Regions from separate parts of the Mus musculus genome. Here region 2 is linked to region 1. The links are chromatin contacts, called in public HiChIP or PLAC-seq maps. All regions are on one chromosome and are shown on one strand. Each heading gives the region's core, a stretch centred on a gene start, on an enhancer-like site or on the middle of the called end of the contact. The rest is flanking DNA. Distances are from core to core; before and after follow the strand shown. Region 1 overlaps Atxn1 (ataxin 1). Region 2 has its middle 99 kb from the start of Stmnd1.

Region 1 (6,521 bases), core at 1,115-3,614:
ACCTGCTGATGCTGTCTTTTCCATACACAGGAAGTGAATCCAGTCGTCCCAAGTTTCAAAGCTCCGATTTGGATTCACACCTAGTCCTCGAAGACCCAAAGGGCATCCTCTTGCCCCTGACACACCCTTGCCTTTGCTCCTGCCTGCTTCCCTCGCCTCTAGAATGCTGTAACTTCACCTTCATTTATGAATTTGCTTTTATAATTCTGAGATTCCTCCCTGTGAGGCGATGTGTGTGGCCAGGGCATGTATACTGGTTGGGTTTTTTGCCAACTTGACAAAAGTGCTACAGTCATATTGGAACAGGGCTCTTCAACTGAGAAAACGTCACCATCAGACTGGCCTGTGAGCAAGCCTGTGGTACATTTTCTTGGCTGGTGATTGATGAGGAAGAGCCCAGCTCAGTGTGAGTGGGCCACTAAGTATCAGTCCTCCATTGCCTTGATTTGAGTTCTTGCCTCCAGGTTCCTGTCTTGAAATCTTACCCTGACTCCCCTTAGTGATAGAGTGTGTGACCTAAGAATTATAAGTAAAATAAACCCTTTCCTTCCCCAGTGTTTTCTCATAGCAATAGAAGCCCTAAGAAAGACAGCATGCTTATCATGATAGCAATCCCTTGAGACAGGTGTTTTCTTCCCCGTTCATCAGATGAGGAAGTTGAGGGTCACAGATTTAAGAGATGTGGGCAGGGCCACACAACCCTGGACCTCCAATCAGAGACCAAAAACTCAGCTTCCACTCACAGGGAGGTGGGTATTCCCACAGCTTCCAAATGTCATCTCTGCCATTTGCATTCACCTGCCGAAAGAAACTATTAATAATTGCGATCCATCTTGAGGCATCCGCATGAGCTGCTTATAAATGAACTAAATAGGCAAGGTTGCAGGGAGCATGCTAATTGGAAGAGCCAAGGCAGAAGAGCAAGACTTACCTAGGGACTGCCATCTACACCTTTAGGTAAAACCAAACGACATAAAAAAGAAATGTCTACTCACGGACGAAAAGCAGGGTATTGCCCTAGATACGGATGCTCAGATCTGAGCTCCAGTGCACCTCTTGTAAGGAACAAAGCCACAATTAGCTAAAAGATTCCTTTGAGTTATAACCCAATCCACCTCTGGAGAGGGCTCTTGTTTGGGGCTTGGAAGCAAGAATAGTTAAACACACACACACACACTCACACAGAGGAAGCTATTGCAAGATGAAACTAATATAGATGTGGTGATAAATGATTGTCCGTACCCCTGCTGACTTACTCTCTAAATAATGATATAATAATCACTAAAATATAAACTCTAATTAAATACCAAACCTAACAAAGTCAAACAACAGCAAATGATGTTTGACAGAAGCAAAGGTCTTAGGGGAGGTGAGGGGAAGAATTCTAATAAAATCACAGAACTTGGCTGGGGAGGGAGATGGCTCAGGCGATGATAAGATGGCTTGATGCGCAAGTATGGGGCTGGGGTTCCGGTCTTAATAACCCACATTAAAAAACAAACAAACAAACAAACAAACAAATAAAACTGGACATTGTGGTGTAACTCTAAAGCTGATTGGGTGTTAGAGCAGCTGACACTGGAGGATCCCTGAAGGTTGTCAACCAGCCAGTTTAGCTAATTGGAGAGAGACTCTGTCTCCCAAATTAAGGTGGAAAGCAATACAAAAAGACACTCACTGTTGACCTCTGACCTCCACACACACACAAAACCACAGAACTCTATGATGTCAAGCAAAAGAAAAAAAAACCATGATATCATTTCTTTTAGTTTCTCATAGATAGGTAAACTGGGGCCCAGGAAGGTTTAAGTTAAGGTAAGCCTTCCTGCTGATACAGTCGTAAGGCAAGAAAGAGACTGGACCTCCAGGACAGAATTTCCCCCAAAGCCCCTCCTCCTCATTCCGCTGTGTGTTGGAAAGCTATTCCACTCCGAGTCGTATCTTAAAAACAGCATTAAACATTCTATAAATATTAAATTCCTTTTTAATAATTTTCTAATGCACAGGGGCCTATTTGAAGCAAGGGGTCTGGTTTTGATTCCTTTTGGAAAACAGAACACTGCTCAGGAGTTTAACCTAGTATTGAGTGAAATATTAACAGGCCATATAATGGTTTCAGTGTTTCTTCAGGAAAGCCAAACAGAACTCAAAAAGGCATATCCCCCGGGCCTTCCGGTGGTGGTGTTCCTGGAACGCACAGTCAACTCCACGGTCTACTCCACAAACCCGTCACTGTTAAGTAACTCATCAGCAAATAAAGAGGAAATTACCAAAGGGGATTTGCCAAGCAATTAGTTCTCTGAAGCAGATGACATACAACTGTTCTGGGGAGGAGCTTCCCAGCTAGTCATATGTCAGACTCAGAGCCTAGTAATCTGTAAATAAAAATGCACGGTGCACGATTACAGCTGTGATGGAGGCTGGAGCTGCCAGCCGAGCTCACTGACAGTCGATCTCAGGGCCTTTCTGACTCCGTGTGTTTGTAAAGGGGGAGGCACTGCCACCAGAGATAAAAGCAACCCACAATAAATGTCACCCAACATCCAGAAGACAACCAGGGTGCCTACGCATCACCTGGACACAAACTAGCAACGATTCACTGGCTGATCCAGGGCAGGAGAGCATAGGCTAGACCCAGAAAGGCAAGCACATGAAGGGCCATGAGAACTACAGCCGACAGCCTCTGGCTGCACGTATTGTTCTTAGACCATGTCCTGAGTGACACCCCACCACCTGTCATCCTGGGAGAGATATCTCGCTCCTATCTGCCAAGTCGTGCAAGGTGAGCGATGACCCAATGAAGCTCTCCCCAGCAGTCAAAAGTTCAGCAGCTCCCCGGGACTCCGTGTGGAACAACATCCCGAGCCAACTTAAGCCAATCCCCCAAAGCAGATAAGCAGAGAGTGCCGCCGTCATCATTTTCTTCAATTAATAATTATCGAAAGCACGAAGGACTCTAGGGCCCTCGCAGGGAAGAAAAGGAAGAGAGATACAGGCAGCTTGAATCAGAAGCTCACGGGAGTCTCTGGTCAGAGAGGCCAGCTTGGAAGTGGGGAGCTTGTGGCGTCAGAACCATCCCCGATTTTGGTTTCTGAGCACGCGCAGTGCCTGAGTTATGGCTCACTTATCATCCATGGCTGTCTTTGCTTTCTGTATCTAACTGTAAGCTTCTTAATATAGATAGGGCTCAGGGCTTGCGCATAATTCAGAGCCACCGGGATCTGTCCAAGCTGAGGTCACTTAACTCCCAGCAAAGATGGGTAAGTTATTCACCCTCTCCTGTGCCACAGTTTCTACATGCACAGAACTTCTTGTTTTTAATATTGTTAGTTTTGTATTTAATATTTTCATCCTTAGCCACTTGGGCAATACGAAGAGTTCATGTAAACAACTCAAGTGAAAACAAAACAAAATAAAAGCATTAAACAATCTTCAGGCTTTCCCTAAGTTCATGTAAATAGACTGCCCCTTTGCACAAAGATAACGTTCAACGGTGCCCTGCCCTGTGTGCCATGGACTCTTAGGCTAACTTTCCCCCCAGAAGCAAGGCCTAACAAAGATGTGTATTTATTTCAACAGTATCTTAAGTAGTCCAAGCTTACTGTGTAAATGAGGCTGGCTTTGAACTCCCAATCTGCCTGCTTCCAACTCCTAAATGCCAGGATTACAGGAATATACAATCCTGCTCAGCTCGAGTCTATATTTCTTTATCATCTATAGAATATTAAGTGAGAAGTCAATTTGTTAAAGAGCTGTGTCTGGTATCATTGGCTTTTTGTGTGTGTGCACGCACACACACACACACACACATATATATATGCATGTATGTGTGTTTATTATATATTATATATGCATTATATGTGTATATGTATATATATGTGTGTATATGTATACATATATGCATTATATATTTTTTCTCACATTTAAAAGATCCTATAGAAAGCCTCTAGGAACTCATCAAAAGTTATGAAGCACACACATACTAATATGAGTTATCAGAAATACAGTTACTAAATGGCCACGAATGAACAATGGCTAACTTGTTAAGTGGCTGACACAATGAGATTCACGCCTGTCACATGAGAAGAGTCAATCGGTGGAAAAGATCAAAGAAATGCTGGAACTGTTGCTAATAGGTACAGGGCCACCCGTTGAAAGTCTTCAGAAAGCCTCCTAGAGGAAAGTACGAGAGCAGTATTTGTTTTAAGTAAAAGGAGACACTGCAAGGGCTGAGCATCAAAAGTAGCGTTCATTTTCATACACACACACGTTAGAGCAAGCTAAAATGAGCTCCTGTTCCTAGTTTATAAAAGAAAAACTGTTTCAACAAGATTCCATGGCACTGCATTGAACACAGAATTTCTAGGGTTCTGGAGAGAACCTAACAGAAGAGACCTCCAACCACAACCCCCCCCCCAATCCACGAATCACCCCTGCATCAACCCAATTCCTCTTGCCACCCCAGCTGGTGAAGAACTGACAAAGGCTGAGCCATGCAAGCCTTCAAGCTCCCCTCCTCGCTGCCTCTTACCTTCTCCCTCTGCATTCAACACCAGCTCCCGCATCCTTGGAGTCAGTCATGCCCTGTGTGTGAGCACTCCTCTGTCAGGCAGAAGACCCCAAAGGCCAAGTTCAAACCCTTTGTACGCCAACGACGCTTCCAAACTGCTTTGTGGACTGACCTCTCCACTGATCCCATACCCCCACCAGTCTCCCTGACTTCTGAAACTCAAGAGCACCCTCCACTTTCAGCCACAGTTGCCCAGCCTACATCCTACATCCAAGCAGGCATTGGCTTGTTGTCTCAGCCACTGGCAAGACTTTCCTCTGCCTCTCTCCATCTCTTCCCACAGAAGTGCAATCCAGCCTTCAGAGCCCAGATCATGTGATCCTCCTCCTCCTCACAGTCTTTCCTAAACTCCCACCACCTTTCAGAATTCCTTCCGGGTCAGAGTGTACCCCCTAGCAAGTACAACCCAACCCCCTCAGCTTTGTTAACTATTCCGGGTGCACTCCTTCTTTCTCTCCCCTGGTCACGAAGAATGGATAATCTCCGGTAGCTCCTGTGCTCTTTCATGTCCAGAGCACCATGAAGGAGTTGAAAAGAAAATACACAGCAAATATATGAATGAATCATTTCTTTATATAGATAGTAGCTGTGAATAAGTTAGGTCATAGCTGGCTCAGCTGTATCATACTCATAAAATAACAAGAGCCAGAAATAATAATCCAGACTTTCATTTAAAAGAATAACTTGAATATATCAGGATGCTACAGGATACTCTCTCCCTGCCCACATACAGCCATCAACTGTGTGGACCATAATGAGGCCATTATGTATGCAAGATGCTTAGATAATGCATATACGTTCCTTTTCAACGCAATCAGAGAGAAGATCAACGGCCTAACACTGTTCAAGGTGACACTGCACCATTTTGTCAGTAAGACCCTGAGTCTCCACATGACGCTTACCTTGTTTGTGAGTCTAGAAACCCCTGCACCTCAATAAGCCGCCCCAAGATAAGAAAGACTCCTTGGCTGCCTGTCTTGTTCACGAGAGAATTCTTGAGATACCTTGCTATAGATAATGACTCTCTTCAAATACCACAGGTTTTACAAAGACAAGAACGCCTCACCCCATATGCACCTGAGCCATACGCCTAAGACTTCAACGTGAAAGTCTCCTGCCTGGCAAAATGGGTCCCCCTGAAGGGGGGAGCAACAGTAAGACACCCCACCCTGCCTGCTCACAGACACCTGCAGATCTTACAAGGTGTCACCTTGCAGTAACTAGACATCACTCTGTTTCCATTGACAACAGTCGTTCTCCGTCTTCCTTGATGCTCTGACCCTTTAATACAGTTCCTCGTGGTGTGGTGACCTCCACCCTTAAATTCATTTTTGTTCCTACTTCATAAGTGCAGTTTGCCACGATTATGAATTGTAATGCAAATATCTGTGTTTTCCGATGGCCTTAGGCCACCCGTGTGAAAAGGACCATGTGGTTGAAAACCACTGATTTAAAGGGAGCCTCTCAAATACACAATCAATAGACTATAAAGAGCTCATTTGCATAATTCAAAAGAATATGATGCTTTTGGAGTGCTAACTCGCTCCGTCTCTGCTCTGCCCCACAGGGGTTTCTTGGAGTCTTCCTTTCTTTCTGTCCTGGGAATAGAACCAAGGGCTTCACACATGCTAGGCAAGTGCCTTCTCATTGAGCTATATTGCCAGACTTCAAGGTTTATTTTCTAAGGCTTAAAAACAACTGGTAGTCAAGCCTCTCTTTAAAATATATTCAAACTGCAAATAACTCATCATCAGCCAATCTCACTACAATGCACAAAGCAAAAAAAAAAAAAACAAAACAAAACAAAAAAAAAGCATCCTACCACAGGAGAGTTAACGTAAGTTCAGATTTAAACTTCAGAAAAAATAAATAGAACCCATATTGGCTTTGGAGAGCCGCAAGTACCTACAGGGTTGGTCCAAAGGTCAAGGTTTTTTACTTGTTCCTAGTC
Region 2 (6,965 bases), core at 393-2,892, 220 kb after region 1:
GCTGCCTTGTCTGGCCTCAGTGGGAGAGGAAGTGCCTAACCTGACAGAGACTTGAAGTGCCAGGGTGGGGAGATACCCAAGGGGCCCCCACCCTCTCGGAAAAGAAGGGGAGGGAGAGGAAAAGGATTGTGGGAGGGGAGTGACAGGGGAGGGTGAGCAGGGTGCAAAGCAAATAAGTAAGGAGAGAGAGAGAGAGAGAAAGAGAGAGAGAGAGAGAGAGAGAGAGGAAGGGAAGGGAAGGGAAGGGAAGGGAAGGGAAGGGAAGGGAAGGGAAGGGAAGGGAAGGGAAGGGAAGGGAAGGGAAGGGAAGGGAAGGGAAGGGAAGGGAAGGGAAGGGAAGGGAAGGGAAGGGAAGGGAAGGGAAGGAAAAAGAGAGTGGGTCTTGAAAGCAGAGTGATCACTATTTTCAGTGCTGTCTTAGGGTTTTACTGCTGTGAACAGACACCATGACCAAGGCAACTCTTATAAAGGACAACATTTAATTGGGGCTGGCTTATAGATTCAGAGGTTCAGTCCATTATCATCAATGTGGGAACATGGCAGAGTCCACACAGACATTGGGGCTGGAGAAGCTAAGAGTTCCACCTCTTGTTCTGAAGGCAGCTAAGAGAAGACTGGCGTTCAGGAAGCTAGGACGAAGGTCTTAAAGCCCACGCCCACAGTGACACACCTACTCTACCAAGGCCACACTTCCTAATAGTGCTACTCTCTGGAGCAAGCATATACAAACCATCACAAATGCCAAAGATGAGCAAGATACACACCAGTGAATGAATTGATGAAGAAGGTGTGAAACTGTGCATGTCTCTGTGTATGAACTTGTGTGTGTAATGTGTGTATGGCTTATCTGTGTATCCATGTGTGTCTGTGTGTACATGTGTGTGTGTATGGTGTGTCTGCATATCTCTGTGTGTGTATTGTGTGTGTGTGTGTCTGTATGTCTGTCTGTGTCGGTGTGTATGTGTGTGTTTGTGTGTATGTGTGTCCATGCATGTACACGAGTTTGCCATGGCATACTTCGTTTGGTTGTTTATAGCTCATCCCTGTTTAAGTCAGGCTAAGTAATTGGCTCTAAGCATGTGAGACTTCTATTATCTTACCAGGCATCAAGCCATAGAAGGATGAGGATGCCAGATATAAGGCTTTACATAAGTCATGGAGGTAGGGGGTTGGGGTCTGAATAAAGGTCTTCACCTGTCACTTGGCCATAGTGTTTGGACCAGGCAGTAGCACATGTCGCAGATGGATAACCATTCCTAAGTCTACACCTACTCTGAGATAGGTGGCCTTTGCCACCCTCATTGGACTGCTCCATAGCATTATTGGAAGTTGTGTGAAGTATCTTACCCAGTGCTTGGTTTATCATGAAAGCACTATCTGCTGTTCTCATAATGAGGGCCCTCAGATCAGTGCTGTTCAGCAGTGACAGGTATAACTCCACTCCTTTCTTCACATCCCTCATCAGAAGGTATGGGGGTCCTGGGTTTCAAAGTCAAGCACAGTGGGGCTGTACACTCCTTGGGCAGTTACCCTTTCTTTTGCTTGGATTTCCCAAGTCACTTGCATCCCTATATGGGTCTTGTATCTTGAGACTGAGAACCTCAGTGACACATCCCTCGATAACCCTGAATAGCTGTATTCACCCAGTCTTAGTGAATGGGGAGTTTTTGGCAGAGGAGCTGAGTCCCAGCTGGGCGCTGCCTGCCAGCCAGGCTTGGGACAAAGCTTCTCCAGGTGCTGAGCATCTGCTCTGGGGAGAACCAACAAAGGGTGGGTGGGACCTCAGATAATGAAGAGCTTTGCGTCCTCCCAGGCTTGGGGCTCCGGGCTCGGGGCTCGGGGCTCGCCTTGGCAACAGTCCTTGCCCCTGTTCTTCTGAAAAAGAAGTGTGTGTTGTCGGCACTAGGCAATTATCATTTGTGAATGCTTCCCCCCCCCCCCCATCTTGTGTCATGTCAGACACACATACACACACGCGCATACACACCTTGCTAGCAGAGAGTGTATTCAGGAATTACGAGTGCGAGTCAATCTAGTTTTAAAAATGATGTTGCCATCTAAATTCTATTAACCCTACAATGCAATCTCCCTTCGACCAAAATATTGCAATTTCCTTCTCTTTTCACTTTCTTTTTCTCCGATGTAATTTGATTTCTGCTCTCTTTGGAAGATATACAGTAATCAGGTTAGGCCATCGTCTTCTTCAGTTTGCCCTTACGGCACACTCCCTTCCTATTTCAGGCCATTCTCCACTTCTTCCTTAATCCACTTTCTGCCCAGTGAATATCCCAAGAAGAACTGGACAGAGATAAATCATTTCGCCCTGGAAACTTATCAGGCTGGGGGGACAAAAAAGGGCAGCTGCCTTCCAGAACTCAGAAAATCATGTTAGCCTGAGGTAGTGTGTCTGTTTATTTCTTTTATCTCAGGGATAAATTTCATTGTGAAGGCTGGGTCTGAGTGAATGGCCCAAGAAGTCCTGAACATGAAGAAAGTGCCAGAAATAAAGGAATGTGTTTGCTATCGCAATAGTCCAAACTGGGTTTTAGAAGGGATTATATTTGGGTTTTATTTGTGTGTGTGTGTGGAGGGAGGAATGCGAATTATATAGGTTTTAAATAATGATTCTGCAACCTCAGCTCTTCCTGAGGGCATGCAGGCTTCTTTGTCAACTCCAGAGAGCCTAGAGAGTAATTGATATAACAAGACTGAAGAAATACTGCTTTTTGTGCAACTTAAGGAGTAAACAAATATCTCCTCTTAAAACACTTCTGCTGTTTGCTCTAATAACATGCACCGGATTGCATGAGAACAGACACACCTATGAAAACATTCTGGCCTGCTTTGTTCTTTCTTTTTCAATGTCCAAGAAAATGAAGAATAGAATTACAAACCAGAGTGGGGTAAGTGATGGAGACTAGGTGGCTTGCTTATTTCTCTATCTTTCTATTATCTATCTATGTATCTATGTATCTATGTATCTATCTATGTATCTATCTATGTATCTATCTATGCATCTATCTATGTATCTATCTATGTATCTATCTATGTATGTATCTATCTGTCTATCTGTCTATCTGTCTGTCTGTCTGTCTACCTATCTACCTATCCATCCATTTATCTATCTTTCCCTCTTTTTCTTTCTCTTCCTTTCTCTCTCTTTCTCTTTCTTTCTTTCTTTCTTTCTTTCTTTCTTTCTTTCTTTCTTTCTTCCTTCCTTTCTTTCTTTCTTTCTTTCTTTTTCTTTCTCTCTTTCTTTCACGTGCACGTGTGTGTATGTGTGTGTATATGTGTATATGTGTGTGTATGTATGTGTGTGTATGTGTGGTATATGTGTGTGTATATGTGTGTGTATATGTGTGTGTATGTGTATGTATGTGTGTGTGTGTGCATATCTGTGTGTATGTGTGTGTATGTGTGTGTATGTGTATGTATGTGTGTGTATGTGCGTACATATGTATGTGTGTATGTATGTGTGTGTGTATGTGTGCTCACACGTGCATGCATGAATGAAGGCTTTAGGTGTCCTTTCTCAGAAGCCATCTGCTTCGGTTTGTTTGTGGGGAGGTTATAGGGCTCACACGTTAGGTGAGGCTGGCTGGTCAGTAAACTCCAGGGATCCTTCTCTCTCTGTCTCCATCCCCAAATCTGAGACTTCAAGTACCCACTGCCATGCCTGGCCTTAGACGTCCTCATGCTTGTGCGGCAAGTGATTTACTGTTAAGCTATCGATCCAACCTTCTTTTTTATACACTCTGGTGACATCTTGACTCAAAAGCAAGGGCTTTCTGCCTGTAAGATCTAGTTAAAAGTGACTTGTTTATCCTTTAGGAAAGGAAAATGTAGAAGAGCAGATGGCCTTTTTTATTCTGGCAAGTCAAACCCATACATGGTCAGCTTGGGGAAGGGGGAGCACTGTGGTCTAGAATCATTCAAAGAACTGTTGGTTGGAAAGTGCCATCTCCAACCTCAGGCATCCTGAGCTGCTCACTGGCTCCACAACCTGGTCAGCTCACTGCCTTCTGCACCCTGCCTTTCACATCCTGCCATCTTCACCCACTGGAGCCCCACTGTGCCTTGGCAAAATGGACTCAAAACTGGATGACCATGTATGATATCTTTCTGGTAGGAAGTAGATTACAAACTCCCTCACTGATAGTCCCACAAGTGTGGTTTTGCAGTCTCCCTGTGATTCAAATGTGGAGTTTCTGTACATCTCAAGAACAGGAATGGAGTAAAAAAAAAAATAGTCATACAGGCCCTTCAGCAAAACATTGTACCTTTTTGCTAATATTAAAATTAAGTTGGTCATTGACGTGATAAAGAAATTAACCTAGACTACGTATAAACCAACATTAACCATCTTTTGGTATATGTATGCATGTATATATGTATGTATACATGCATGTATCTCTTTTTATATCTATCCATCTATTTATCTATAATCTATCTATCTATTATCTATCTAATCTGTCTGTCTGAATAGCTATTCTATTTGCTTATCATCTAACATCTATATCAATCAACTATCTATTTGCTACTTGCCTACCTACCTACATATATGTACCTACCTACATACTTATCTATCTACCTATTATCTATATATTATCTATCTATTCTATTGTGATACACAGATCCACCTAGTACATTTTGCCAGTATGTACCCTGTATTTACACACTGTCTTAGCCCGACACTGCCAGGATACTTGATCTCGCTGTTTTAAATGAGCAAGATTGCTACATTAAAATGTATCTTCTTCGACCATGATCATTTAGTCTGCAAGGCTGCAGAGAAGACCCTTAGCAATGAAAGCTGGTGGAGAGTGAACTTATGCACATTGTGAGACAGGCTTGAAGGTTGTGAGGATGTGCCTCAGGCTGCAGGTGATACCTTTGGACTGTTGTCAAGCAGTGAAAAAGGAGCCTGAGGACATCTGTGAAGGGAACAGAGCAGTTATGGAGAACAGGGGAAGATGAGGGCAAGGGGGCATGGCAGAGCAAGGGGCGTGGCAGAGCAAGGGGCGTGGCAGAGCAAGGGGGCGTGGTGATAGATATCCCATCTCAGCACAGGTGTTCTCAGTGCAAATACAAGAAGGGGAACGGTGTCTCTGAAGCAGGTAATACTGCCTGTCCCTCTTACTTCAACACTCAAACTGCCAACCTGTTTTTATTTCAAGCTAGAAATTTCCTTTTCTTGCTGCTTTTAGCATTTATGTCTGAACACTGGGGTGCTGCAATAATGCACTGGGACCATGTACTAGAAAGGAGACGTGGTAACCCTGGGCCCTTCATCACAAAGACTATTTGGAGATATTTTATATAGCTAGAAGCACAACATGAGGCATACAATGTTGCTATGACTAACTGTTTCATTTATTGGGTATTTACCGTAAGAAACTTGACTATTTTTTTTTTTTGATAAGTGACTGTCTATTTACTTGTTCAAATAAAAATGATTTTGTTACCAAAGTTACATGAAATCAGAGTCACTCAAAGGCCTCTGTGGAATCTTCTGTCCATTATCCATCCCTACAGTGTCGGAAGAGGACTTGGGTCCTAATGCTGGTTGTTACTTGGGAAATAAGTCAGGAAAAAAAATCGTTGGCTGAAGTGAGATGATACAGTGTTTCAGGGAATTTGGCCTAAGTCCAGAGCTGGCCTCTGTCACTTTAGTTCTTAGAACACATGGAAGAGGATGACATAGGCACACACTTATGACATCCTACCTTGGTCTCCTTCCTGAAAGAAAAAGGAAATCAAACACAGTGGGAAGGCCTATCTAGAAAAAAGAAAATCACACAGAGAGAAGGATGGAATTCTAGGTGAGGGTCCCATTCGTCCTATCTCCCTCCTAGAACCTACTTCTGGGGTAATGGGCAGATGGGTTTCTCCCTGGATTTCAGTACAAGCAAGTCTATTCTGATGCAATCTGTACACCTGCACACCCATGTGCACATGCATGTGTGTGCATCTCTGCCCTCATCTCTAGATAGGAAAGAAAGAAGAGAGAAGACAAACTGAGGGTAGATGCAGTCAAGAAGGCAGCAAAGGGAAACTGAGAAGCTACTGGAAGCAGAGGGCACAAGAAAGACGGAATGAGGAATTGTGACAACAGATGAAGGCTGGCTGCGGACCACTGTGGTTTGAATATGGAATACTCCCATAAGCTTGTATGTTTCAATGCTCATTCCCAAGCTGGTGGTGCTGTACTCAGGAGCATGATAGAGCCTTTAGGAAGCGGAGCCTTGGAGGGGGAAGAACTTCTCAAAGGAAGGGCTTCGAGGGTTTATGGCCTGGCCCCACTTCCGATTCTCCCTCTCTCCCTCTCTCCCTCTCTCCCCCTCCCTCTCTCTCTCCCCCCACTTCCCGTCGTGGTGGGATACAATCAGTCCTCTCCCTGTTCCTGTCACCATGCATTCCCTGGCTATCGCCATGTCTTCTCCACCCTGATGGAACTCTTTGTCTCTCCGAGTCTCTGGGCCAAAGTAAATCCTCTCTTCCCTAAATTGCTTTTGGTCACAGCATCAGGAAGAAAAACGGGATAGTCATGAAGCATAGAAGACACGGAGGAAGAATCTCGTCCCATCCGTCTTTCTGCCCGCTTGCTGCTTCCTGTTCACACCGGGCTTTGATTTGCTACTTTGGTAGGAATTGTCACATAGCCCTTGAGTCGAGTAGAGTGAAATCTGGGGAAGAAATACAAGAGGAGAGATAAAGGCAGGGAAGAAAGGACTGTCACCATTCCTTGACTTGGCCGCCCTCGTTTACCCCTGCACGGGATGCCGTTCTACCAGAAAGCCCTGCACGTTTAGCATCCCCCGCATGAAAATTGAAATTACTCACCTTTGGAAAAGGATGCATTTGTGACAGAGAAATAAAATGACCGTGTTCAGTCATCAGAGGCTGCTCTGCAAAGAATTTCCAGCTGGTTAACTTCTAAATAACAATCCATGCTATAATGAGGG

What was found. HiChIP or PLAC-seq counts read pairs in DNA pulled down with a chosen protein or histone mark.
Region 2: a contact with region 1 is called in an H3K4me3 HiChIP or PLAC-seq map of embryonic basal ganglia, with 2.8 times the contacts expected there. The contact joins two enhancer-like sites. A contact is called at or near these places in 1 of 15 datasets of contacts at CTCF or cohesin (the NIH/3T3 cell line), 1 of 484 Hi-C or Micro-C datasets (cerebral cortex) and 4 of 115 datasets of contacts at active chromatin or transcription factors (embryonic basal ganglia, embryonic forebrain, fibro-adipogenic progenitors and 1 more).

Annotation. Positions count from the first base shown.
Region 1 is chr13:45,948,412-45,954,932 of GRCm38.p6, forward strand. The region is part of intron 2 of Atxn1 (ataxin 1); the gene reads right to left. Among named protein-coding and RNA genes, the nearest start is that of Atxn1, 13 kb to the right of the region's middle. Within about 2 kb of position 2,365, at least 46 of the 459 cell types and tissues checked have an H3K27ac peak or open chromatin away from gene starts, as enhancers often do. A contact at or near this core is called in embryonic basal ganglia, where this site is marked.
Region 2 is chr13:46,171,584-46,178,548 of GRCm38.p6, forward strand. No RefSeq gene overlaps it. Among named protein-coding and RNA genes, the nearest start is that of Stmnd1, 99 kb to the right of the region's middle. Within about 2 kb of position 1,643, at least 24 of the 459 cell types and tissues checked have an H3K27ac peak or open chromatin away from gene starts, as enhancers often do. A contact at or near this core is called in embryonic basal ganglia, where this site is marked.